2 separate regions of the Ovis aries genome follow, and region 2 is linked to region 1. A link is a contact called in public Hi-C data. All regions are on one chromosome and are shown on one strand. The core of a region is the stretch at or near the end of the contact, and the rest is flanking DNA. Distances in the headings are between cores, read along the strand shown.

Region 1 (5,850 bases), core at 2,823-5,322:
CTCCAACCTTGCGTTTTTATTGGCTTTTGAACAGGGAGCACCCTGACTTCCACTTCCGGTTACAATAGTGGCAACTCAAGCAAATGTATCTGTGGAAATCAGCCCAGAGCTGATGCTCTGCTTCCTCTAGCGGCCATCGGCGTAACAGCATGCTCCGAGAGTTGGCTGCTCAGAGGGAGCTATTCTGATAAAGAACAAGCATGCGAAACTGCTCCACGTTGTAGAGCACACAAAGATCCATGTCAGTCTACTCTCCAGGAATTTCAGCTGGAATCCTATATCCTGCGGACACGTCCACGTCCTCAGGTTATTCTTACAGTTGCTTAATTCCTCATGCTCACCCTCAATCAGTAACCAGTTTCCACTGATACGAAGAATACATCAATGATAACTTTTCTTCTCATGTGTTCAGAATCGCCACAAGTTCCTTAGACATCTCCTTAATGCACAGCTGCAGAGAACAGTCACAGTGCTGGTTACTGACAATAAAAAATTACACTAAGATTGTGGAACCTGCTAAAATCAGGGCACACTGCTACCTCCTTCTTAAGTTTAGGTAAAAGAGCTGCTTACACATATTGGCTCTCTTCTTTCTATATCAGCTTTGGAGAGCAAGGTGTTTGCTGAAGATTACCAAAATGACCCTAATGTTTAGGTAAAAAGCAAGCAATGCCCAAAAGTAATGGGGGAGGGATTTGTGAAAAATCGGGAAAATAACAGAGTTGGACAGAATACATGAAACGATGAGATTAGGACACATAGAGGCTGTATCAATGAGAGACACAGTGGTGGAGGTGTGACTGAAAGTAAGGAGACCATCCCTTATGCTCCCCCAGCGTGCACACTGCACACAGGCACACACACATACAGATATACATACATTTTCAATGGAAGCATATGGCTTTATATGGCCTTTGTTCGCTCATTTATTCAACATACATTTAACGTTATCTTCCAGTGGCTGCCAAGATAATTCTAAACAATACGCTTTTACCTGTTTTCGGATTTATCAAATTTGCGCAGTATTCAATGCACTTCCAGTACGCATTGTTTTCCACCATGGTTATGGGGAATGAGAACCAAACTGATGCATCGTCACTACCCTGAAATTTTTAACAGAGAGAGTCGACTTAGCTCTCCTGCTTCGTAAGAGCAGGGGGAGAGTTTCTTACACTGATAACTAAATAGAAAGTAAAGGTAGGAGGGGGACTCTTGTCATATCTAAATGAGTTAATATTTGTAAAGCACTCAGGACAAAACCTGGCCCCCAGTCAGGGCTGTACCAGTGTTTGTTAAGTAACATGCATTAAAATCCAAAACAATAATGCCGGACCAATAGGGACTGAGTGAATATGGAGGAAAGAAGAGGTCTCGATTGACATCTAGAGATCTCAGTCTGTAAATGAGTATTACGACTAAGTTACTAAAAATCCGACTATTACATTCTATGTCCATGTAGGCTGCTAACAAAACATCATAGACATCAACAACATACAAACATCAGAAATTTCTCACAGTTTTAGAAGCTGGGAAGTTCAAGATCAAAATGCCAACAGGTTCTGTGTCTGGTGAGAGCCCACTTCTGGGACCACCACCTTTCTCGTGGTGTCCTCACATGGCGGAAGGGCTGAGGGAATATCCCTTTTACAGTGCACCAATTTCACTTTTAAGGGCCTGGACAAAAAAAGGGTCCCGTATGTTCAGGAGGGCACAGGAATCAACAAAATCTGCTGCTAATAGGACTTTATTACTACTCTCTGTCTAGAGAGGTCAGGGGAAGCTTGGCTGAAAGTATAAAATCCATTAGTTAACTAAATACAAATTCATGTAAAAAAGCTTTACTGAATTGACTCAGAGTCATCATGCATTTTCTAAATTAAAGGGCCATTAAAAGGATAATTATAATTGCATGGGATATGTTGCGTATGTTTGATGTTCTCATCTCTCTCTACCCTGCCCTGTGCTCTGAGAGACTGATCCGTATGGGTGGGCGTCTACAGGCTCCCTCGCCTCTGGCTCTCAGTGTTTTCTGTTTTGCTTGTGGTTGTGCCACTCAGCCCGTGGTATCAGTTCCCCACAAGGATTGAACCTGTGCCCCAAGAGTAGAAGTGAGGAGTCCTTACCAGTGAACTGCCAGGGAATTACTGCTCAGTGGTTTTGAGAGGGGAGGCTCCAGCAGGTGAAATAATGGAGGAGAGTGGGGCCAGGGTATTTATCCCCCCAGGTCCCCCCTGCTGAGTGAGCACAGGTTGTTGCATTTCTCTGGCCCAGTGGTCTTCTCCACTCAGCTACTGTCTTCTGAACCCATGTCCTCCCATGATCCCTTCAGGACCAGGGATGATGTATCTATTAGTTCATTAGGGCTGCCATACAAAGTGCCACAAAGTAGGTGACTGAAGTCACAGAACTTAACTTCTGTGCAGCTCTGGGGCCTGGAAGCATGAGATCAAGGTGTTGGCAGGGCTGGTTTCTTCGGAGTCCTCTGTCGTTGGCCTGTAGATGGTCATCTTCTCCCCGTGTCTGCACACGGTCTTGGTTCCATCTTTCTGTCCTAACCTCCTCTTCTTATAAGGACACCAGTTACATTAGGGGCCACCCTCATGACCTCAGTTTAACTTAACAGTTTTTAGGGTTTTTAAAGACCCTATCTCCAAATACAGTTCTGTATTTGGATGTCCTGGGGGTTAGAATTTCAAATGAACCGAGGGATGCAATCTAGCCCAAAACAGATGGCAACAGAGGCTCCTGGCCTCTCACTAGCCCCACCGTTACTATCCCATCCTGAGTTATTTTCCTAAATCCTGCCCACACCTCTGTAAACACTGTTACTAACTCTCCTCAACTACCTAGTCTTGGTGTACCATTTGCTTCCTGTCCAAATTCTGAATGATTTATAGGGGCTCACCCAAAGAGTGCACAGTAAAAAGGGGACCTCATTCTCAAAGTGGTAACCACTATATACCTGGGAAAACTGCTCTCCCATTCAAGCACTCCAACTAATATCTTACTAATGCATTACTATTTTCAATATTTTATTCAAGGCATGACTAGAATTCTTTATTCCTTTTGAGAAAAGAAACAAGTTATTTTGATGCGGGATGGCTCTAGGCATATGCAGATTGGCAACGCCAACAGGACAGATACGGTGCCATTACTGAGTGTTACAAGTACACTTCCTACCCCCTTTTCCTACTCAGACCCGGAAGGTCCTTCCCACAGTCACTAACTCCCAGAAGACTCTCTGGCGCTGACGCCTGGAAAATCCACCCTCTCCCAGAGCAGGAATCTCTGGGCAAAGAAGCTGCTGGTTGATACAGCTGCCACCCAAAGGGGGCTACTCCTTCCTCAGGTGAAGCTCAATTTTCTCCCTTTGTTCTGAACCTGTGTTCAGAACAAAACCTGTGACCGTTTTGTTTCTTCAAAAGTTCCGAGCTGAAATGTCACCCGGCTCAAAAATCCTCCTTTTTGATCTGAGGACAAATATTAAGTGACTGACTAACGCAATCAAGACACCGACGTAGGCCCACTATGTACACACACCACTCGGGGAGCGTATGTGTGTGTGTGTAAGAGGGGGAACAAAGATAAATAAGCCCTCTCCCTATTCCTCACGTACTAACAGCCGTGCCAGATGACATTTCAGCCGGCTACTGAAGCGTGCGGAGCTCCAGACGGCTCCTCTCCCCAAGCTTATTTTCTCTTTGGGGTTCATGGTTGTCAGCATAGTCGCTCGGCACACTGCGTATCCCTCTCTGCCTTTTCTGGAAACATTCTTATTATACCTTCTTTCGATTCTGATAATCGCCTTTACTAAAGATGTATTTTTCACCACGCGTGAACCGCTAGCCACAATCCAGAGATCAGCAGCCAGGACCACGTCCGCACTCGGCTCCCGGGTAGAAAGCACGGCTGCGTCACGAGCTCAACCCACGTGGCCTCACCCCCGCGCAAAATCGCCCCGCAGCCGGCGCATGCGCTCTAGGCCCCGCCCGCGCCCGGCTGTCGGGTCAGTCCTGGGGGCGGCGCTTACGGCGCAGGAGACGTGAGGACGCACGCGCCGCGCCCGGTCCTAGTCCAAGTCCTGCGGCGGCTGACTGCGGCTGCTGCGTGTACGTCTCCGTACGGGTGGCCGCGCGGCCCAGGGGTGAGTGTTCTGGCGGCCTGGCTGAATGTCTGGCGGGACAGGTCCGGGGCCCGCGCCGACTCTCCGGGCGGCCGCAGCCCCGCCTGGGCCCCTGGCGGCGGGGCCGGGGCGGCGGCTTCCGCGCGGGCGGCCGGGAGCGGGCCCTCGTGTGGGCGCGCGGCTGTCGCGCCAGCCCACCTGCGGCCGGAAGTGCCGCTGGGGAGCGCTCACCTGGCAGGACCGGTGGGGCCGGGCGGCCGCGCCTCTGGCTCCGCCGAGGGCAAGGAGGGCCGGCGACTAAGCACCGGCTTTCCGGCTCTGTGTCCTTCCCCGCCCCCCGCAATTAGGGTCAGCCCGGCCCTGTTTGATCTCGGTTAAAACTGGAGCTGTTATTTGAACGAGACGGTCGGGGTGAAAACAAGTCAGGCAGTTGATACAGTAAAGTGGGAGTATGTGAAGGAGGATTGAGCAGTCCGCATATAAATGCTGAGGCATAAAGGTTGCCCACGTAGCATCTTATCCTCGCTGCTGTCACCCTCTTCCAAGCTCCTGCCACTTTTCACCCGCACGGGTCCCAGCGTGTCCATGGTGCGCTGTCTCCTCCAGTCCATTATCCGTACTGTAGTCCAGCTGGTCTTTTACAAACATAAATTGGGTCATGGCATTGTCACCCTGTTTGAAACTGTTAAGAGTCACTCCGTTACACTTGGAGAAAAATCCAAGCTCACGTTTCCCTAGGCTCCCTGTGATCTGGCCCTTGCCTATGGCTCCATCTCCAAGCACACCCCTTCGGCTTCCCAGTTCTGCACATATACAACTAAACCTCCAAACCAGTATCCAGCGCCTCCCACAGACGCCCCAGCGCTTAAAGGAGGACAGTGAAGATACTGTTTTTCCAGATGGTTAAGTCTTGCAGAGTGTTAGACGTTCTGTAAATGAGTGATTATCACTTTCTTTAACTCTGTAATTCATGTACAATAGAGATTTGTCAGAATGCTCCAGCCTTCTTCCAGTTTTTCAATAGCACCAACTCTTACCAGCCTTAGAAATCACACATGCTATTTCTTTGCAAAATATTCACTTTTGGCCTGTTATTTCATCCTTCAGATGGTGGTTCACATATCAGTTTATCAAAGAGGCCTCCCTGACCTCACACCTACTTCTATAATACCAGGCTCCTCTGTTATTTTGTTATAAAGAAGTCTGTACTTTCCTATAGCAGTTACCAGTTATATTTCTGTGTGTGTAATTTATGTGTAAATACTTACTAATGTTGGAGAAGGAAATGGCAACCTACTCCAGTATTCTTGCCTGGGAAATTCAGTGGACAGAGGGGGCTGGCGGTCTACAGTCCATGGTGGGGGCAAAGAGTCGGACATGACTGAACCACTAAGTGCGCATATCCCAGGGAAGCCCATGTATGTAAATACATATATATATAATTCTTAAAATACGTGTCATCTGCAAGAGCTTCTAAGTTCTATGCAGACAGAAACTCGTTGGCAGAGTACATTGTCTGGTGTAATTGACTCAGTAAATATCTATTGAATGTCAGCTGATTTATTTCATTTCTGAAATTCCTCCTTCTAACCAAAACTTCCTGGTTTTCATCTCTTATTCCCAGGAGACTTGCCCTTTGGTGTATTCTCCAAGTGGCTTCTTGATCCCTTTCTTCCTTCTTTTCTCCTTTTCAGCTGTCTTTTCCTTCCTCGCTCTTCAGTGCCTCC
Region 2 (6,320 bases), core at 74-2,573, 390 kb before region 1:
CGTGTTACTTCTTTAAAACTTGGATGCAACTAAGTAACTCACGTTTTCAATGAACTGGGTATTAGAGAGCATAAGGAAGTCATTGAAGACATTGTGCAGGCGGCAATCGGTGGCTTTAGTCTCCCGGATTAGTCCATCCACTTGTTTCTTGATTTCATGAGTCCTAGAGATAGTCTGCTGTGAAAATTCCTGCAGAAACTGTAGTAGCTATTTAAAAAACAAACATATACAGCAGTATCAATATGCGTCTATACTATTCATCTATTCTGCGTATCAAAACAGAAAAGCAACCATTTTATTTCGTGTGTGTGTGTGTGTGTGTTGGAACGGAAAAGGGATGCTGCTTTTGACAGTACCAAGGCCAAGCAGCATAGAAAAACACTAGGAAAGCTCATCAAATAGTGGACACTTTCTATCTCGTTTCTGGAGAAACTTTAAAGTGTTGTTTGACTGTCTTTCTACAGGGATCACAGACGAAAGGCAAAATGACAAAGCACTGCTCATCCAAAAATCCTACTCAAACGGGACTCTGGAACCACGACTCTGAGCTTACTGGGTCCCAGGCCTAAGGTGTCTTACTCAACGATATTCATATACTGGTTTGTCTCCCAACCCACTCAGCCCAGATCTCAACAGGGAGTCGCCTATGAGGTGCCACTGCAAGCCTGCGGCGTGGTGGAAGCCGAACTCTCCGCTCAGGATGGAGCTGGCGCCTGGCTGAAAAAACCGAACAAGGAAGAGAGGGCCCTGCGATGGGCGGCAGCCCGAGCAGGAGCCCTCAGGAGAGCTGAAGTCGGCCGGCCGGCATCCGCCCAAAGGCCTGAGGACTGCCACCAGGAAGCTTTCGAGAGCAAGAAGGGGTGTTATTTAGTCCACGAGAGACAGAGCGGGATCAACTGGGTGGAGAGGGGCTGGGACTGACGTCCTCCCGCTCGCAGGCCGCGCATCCCCCGCAGACGGCCCGCCCTCCGCTCCCGTCCCGGGTCCCGCCTCTCACGCCCGCGTCGGCCGCCAGCGACCAGCTCTGGCTGCTCCTGCGGATCTCCTCCACCGACCAGGGACGCTCCCACACGGGCTCGGACGCCGGCGCTCGCTCCTGGTCGGGGGTGGCCCGGCTCATCTGCAGCGGGAAGGGCGAGAAGAGGGGCTGAGCTCCGGGGAGGCGGCGGACGCGGCCCAGCCCCAACCCAGAGCGCCGCCCTCACCATCCCGGCTGCGCAGCTTGGTGGGCTCCGAAGCCGCAGGCCCGCACCCGCTGAGCCCCAGCGTCTCCGGAAGCCGAGCCCCTAGCAGTGCGGCCCTGGCACGTGACCGGCCTCACGTGACCAGCGCGCCCCGTGACCTGCCCCTCACGTGACCGGATGTGGGGCCGCTGAAGGGAGGCTGGGCCAGCTGGCTGCGGGTGAGTCACGTGCATGGATCTAGCGATGGTCGTACTGAAGGAACAGTGAAAAGGAGAAAGGCAAATATATGATATCACTTATATGCAGACACTGTACGTGAAACAGACTCGCGAATGTAGAGGACAAACTTGCGGTTGTCAAAGCGGTGGGGGGTCAGCGGAGGAAGGGATTGGGAGTTTGGGGTTAGCAGATGCAAACTTACGTATTTAACGGATAAACAACACAGTCCTAGGAAACGGTATTCAATATCCTGTGGTAAACCGTAATGGAAAAGAATATGAAAAAGATTGTATATAACCATCACTTTGGTGTACAGGAGAAGTTACAACACTGTAAATCAACTATAATATAATTTTTTTAAAATCTGTTTCACTTTAGAAAAGGAAAAAAAAAAAAAAAAAAAACAGGAAGACTGCGGAAGCCAGGGGGCGCTTAAGGGGTGCCGGAGTCAAGTTTAGCTTCAGCTGAAGGACCCGAGTGGCCGGCGCGTACTTAGTCCGGAAGTATGCAGGGAACCAGATGTGTTCAGAGGGGAGCCAAAAGGATCTTGGACGACCCATCCAAGGAGCATTAAACGTCCGGAGATGTGTGCAGAAGAAGAGCTCGCGGCTGCTGCGCCTCTTCCTTGCTACATCTCCGCTGATTGTCACTGGGTCAGCACACAGAAACCTAGATTTACTGGAAATGGATCTGTCTCGTTATCATCATGCTTTTAAGGACATGCTCGGGTTCAACTCACTGGGTAGGGCCTCCTTAAAATCCTTTACTCCCTAAATCCTTTACTCCGTAGGCAATGCCCTCAGATTCAAGTCCAAAATCTATTTGTAATCTGACCCCTGCCTGTGAATCCATTCTCAACTTTCCCGGCTTCCCGGGAGCGCTGAGTGATTCAGCTGTTCTGCCTCACACTTGCCCGAAGGTCCATCTGCAGAGACCTTCTTCTGCCAGACCAACTTACTTTTTAAAATGAAGATTCCAATTTCTTCCCATTCCTATGTGTCCATGGGCAGGTTATTTAATCCATGTAAGTTACCTATCTTTCAGGAATGTGGTGTTAAATGTGGTATTTGTAAAGTACCAGGGTGCCTGCCATACTGTAAGCATTAAACATAGCTCTGCCCGTGTTTTCTATGCCCTTTCTTTATCAAACTCTTGCCCTATGTTTCCTGTTTGCCTCTTTCTCTTGAGTGAAGACTTCCCTGATTACCCCAAGGATAGTTTTGAGTGCCCCTCCTCAGTTATTTGGGGCTTACCTCCTAGCTCAGTTTCTAAAGAATCTGCCTGCAATGCAGGAGACCAGGGTTCGATCCCTGATTGGGAAGATCCCCTGGGGAAAGAAATGGCAACCCACTCCAATATTCTAGCCTGGAAAATCCCATGGAAGGGGAGTCTGGCGGGCTACAGTCCATGGGGATCCCAAGACTCAGATACAACTTAGTGGCTAAACCACCACCACCACCTCAGTTATTTTCTAATGTTTGCACAAATATCCAGGCTTCCCTGGTGGTTCAGGGAGTAAGCAATCTGCCTGTAATGTGAGAGAGCCTGGTTCCATCTCTGGATTAAGAAGATTCCCTGGAGAAGGGAATGGTTACCCACTCCACTATTTGTGCCTGGAGAATCCCATGACAGAGGAGCCTGGTGGGTTATAGTCCATGTCCCAAAGAGTCGGACATGACTGAGCAGCTAACACTGTCATACTTTTCACAAATACTCATCATAGAGTATCATGTTATGTTTTATAATGTCTCATGTATAATAGTGATAGATAACGTTTGAAGTACTAGGAGTTTACTACTTTATACATATTACTTCATTTGATTCTCACAATGACTGTGAAGCAGGTACTCTGCTTGCATTATAGTTGAGGAAATAAGAGGCACAGAGAGGTTAAGTAACTTAGACAAAACACTAAACAAACGGTGCCTGGAACCCACACTCTTAGCCACTACGTTGCTCTGTAGCTAGTCTTCCTTTCTTGACGGAACTTCATTTTTAAGTTGCAGTCTACCAACCTCCTGGCCATTCCTTCACATTCATTTAAAATATTTTTAATAAATAAAACCACTTTAGAATTTGGTTGGTAAAACTGGGCCGAGCCAATTACCAAACTTACACCTCCTCTAACATCATCATGGACAACTGCAGTGGGCGCATGGGTAAGCTTGGCCTCAGTGTGCCTTAATCTGCATTCCAATTCTCAGAGCCCCTGAATCACCCACACCCTGGACCTCAGCTGAAACTGCTGGCTTCTCACTGCGGACTGTAATAGAGCTGCCGCTTAAGCTTCCAAGGCCCTCTGTTAATCCCTGGTCTTTTCTCAACCAAGCCAAGTCTCTCAATGCCCCACCGTGCCATTTCACCCTCTCAGCTTTATTTCCTTGCTTCGTCTGCCTAGAGCTCATGATATTAGCCTCTGACTTCTGTTGACAGCCCATTAATAGGCTCACTTCATAGTTTTGACACATGGTCCCTGCTGGCTCCTAGCTTTGAATCAGTCTGACTATGCCCTTTCTCCTTACTGATACCTAGGTTCCTGAAGGAAATCACTACGATTTCATGTTCTGCAAACTTAGCGGGCCCCTCAGCACTGGTTAACAGTTCTTTTACTTGATCCGTGTACTTAACCTTGATTAGATCTCTTCCGTAACTTTACCGTGTGGTTCAAACTGTCCGCTCTATTTGCCTCTTCCAGAGAAAGCAGACTTCCGCTTCTCATTTCAACTTCAGATGTTTCTATGTCTACACGTTCTGTATCCCATAGTTTTTTTTCTTTGCACACAACAGAATATGACTGGCAAACTCAAAACAGAATCGGGGGTGGGGAAAAGACATTATAGAGCTCACTGGACTTAAGGAAAGCCGAGCAGACACTGGTCTTGGGAAGACCATACATAAATCAGAAGAACGTGGGACCGCCGCCTCTGAGTCACCACCATCAGAGGAGCTCAGTTCCAGTCATCTTCCTTCTTGGTTTTTGCCTCTGAATTTCACATTCCTGAGATAAACAGAATCTCATTAGCTTCCCTTGGATCACATTCCCACTTCCAAAATTGGTTCTTCTACCGAGATCGTATAGAATGGAGAGAAATAGTCCCCAGATGAAAATTTGGGACTGTTACCAAAATCAGGAAGAAGGGGGATTCCCAGGTGGCGCTAGTGGTAAAGAATCTGCCTGCCGGTGCAGGAGATGCTGCTTCTGTCCTGGTTGAAAAGATCCCCTGGAGCAGGAAATGGCAACCCCCTCCAGTGTGCTTGCCTGGAAAATCCCATTGACAAGAGGAGTCTGGCGGGCTACACTCAGTCCATGGAGCTGCATGGAGTCAGACACGAGTGAACACGCATGCACACAAGCCTATGATGAGAAAAATGCTGCAAACAGTGGGAAGAAGGGATGCTTGGCAAGCAACAGGAACAGGCTACAGACTGCCCAGCTCCTTGTTTCCAGTCTCTGGAAAAGTCAACCCCTTTTTGCCCAAGGCCAGTAATCGCTATGTTCTTGACTGAGCCCTTCCTGCTTCCCCTGGGATGGCGCTGCTTTGAACTCCCTTTCCTGTGTGCTCAGTCTTACTGTCTTTACTGGTATCCCTTCACATGTTTTTGAGTCGTGTTTTGTATTGAATTTACTCACGTTAAAGAGATCTTGTACTGTAATAACCATGCATGAAAATTCACATAAATCTACCTACCATACGAGTGACCCTTTTGCTATCCTTATATGATTAAAACTGTCAACCAGTGAAAATCCTAGAGGAGTTTCCTGTAGGGGTATTTGTGAAGTCAAGTGTATCAGGGGAGATCTCAGACCCAGAACCTTAATCTGAGTTTCTCTGAGTTAATCTGATTTTCTGTCCTGAGGTGTCTCCATGGGGATCTTGCTAAAATGCGGATTCTAAATAAACAAGTACGAGATGGGGCCTGAGACAATGCCATTTCTGACAAGTTCCCAGGTGATGCCCAGACTCCTCAAACTAAAGAGTGTTGGAATAAAGAGCCAGGCTGAGTTCCCTGGTGGGCAGTACAGCTCCATGGCCAACCCTGTCAGCCAGTGTGTCTCTGCGCCATATGAAAAGTCACCAAGAAAGGTTGTCATGGAGGAGAGAGGCCAAGTCTTGCTTTGGGAGGCTCCCATGGAAGCCAGGAACTGGGGCCTACAATTTACGTAGAGGGTCTTCGGTGGGAGTGCAATGTATTAGGGTCAAACCCTTTGGATGGTAGTGGAAGAAAATTGCTTAGGCTTAGAAACTGAAGCAGCCCTCTCTTGAACTGTTGGCTTTAGGGAGGCCCAGACATAGCAGGACTCCCCACAGTTTCCCTGAAGCTCACTGGACCACAGGGGAGAAAGAGAGGGATCTGCCCAGTCATTGTCCCAGGCACTGAGCCAATGCAAGTTCAGGGAATCAGGCATTAGTGGTGTTTTTACACCAGGAACTTCGAGACTCTAGTCAATCAAGTAGCCCGTAACCACTGCATTAGGGACTTCAAAGGAGAGAAAGAAAGAGAGAGTCAGTTCCTAGGTGGGTCGATGAGAAGTCCAGGGCCCCCAAGGAGGAGAAAGGGATCCGGAGCCCTTGAGAAGGAGAAAGGAGTCTGAGGCTCTCCAGGAAAAAAGTACAAACGTTTTCTTCCACATTGTTTTGTCTTGTGTCTTACTTGAGGACCTGTTTCTCCTTAAGGAGGTTTTCTGACTAATCTCGTTATCTTAAGACATGTGTTGTGGGGGTGGGTCTGATAAGACCTTTCTATTGTTAGCTCTAATCTTGTTAATTTAAGATGTATATTGTGGGAGCGGACCTGGTAAAAGTATAGAAGGCCTTGACAAGGCCAGTGAGTGGGGCACTGCCTCTGCCCCCTTCTTATGTCTATGTCAGAAGCTTTCTCTGTCCCTTGTTATACTTTAATAAAACTCTGCTACAT

The links. Hi-C and Micro-C count contacts between places; a contact is called where the count stands out from the background.
Region 2: a Hi-C map of hypothalamus shows a contact between it and region 1, with 3 times the contacts expected there. The contact joins the promoter of LOC101119611 here to the promoter of ERCC6 in region 1. A contact is called at or near these places in 2 of 16 Hi-C or Micro-C datasets (hypothalamus and tail adipose tissue).

The regions. Positions count from the first base shown.
Region 1 is chr25:42,683,480-42,689,329 of ARS-UI_Ramb_v3.0, reverse strand. It overlaps ERCC6 (ERCC excision repair 6, chromatin remodeling factor), which reads left to right and starts at 4,072. Exons shown (of 21, transcript XM_004021559.5): 1 at 4,072-4,144. It overlaps LOC114110835 (a long non-coding RNA gene), which reads right to left and starts at 3,918. Exons shown (of 2, transcript XR_009598525.1): 1 at 995-3,918; 2 at 1-451.
Region 2 is chr25:43,074,419-43,080,738 of ARS-UI_Ramb_v3.0, reverse strand. It overlaps LOC101119611 (WASH complex subunit 2), which reads right to left and starts at 1,323. Exons shown (of 30, transcript XM_027962407.3): 1 at 1,206-1,323; 2 at 998-1,120; 3 at 43-207. The coding sequence starts at 1,208. It overlaps LOC105605067 (a long non-coding RNA gene), which reads left to right and starts at 1,354. Exons shown (of 2, transcript XR_003587026.3): 1 at 1,354-1,402; 2 at 1,782-5,103.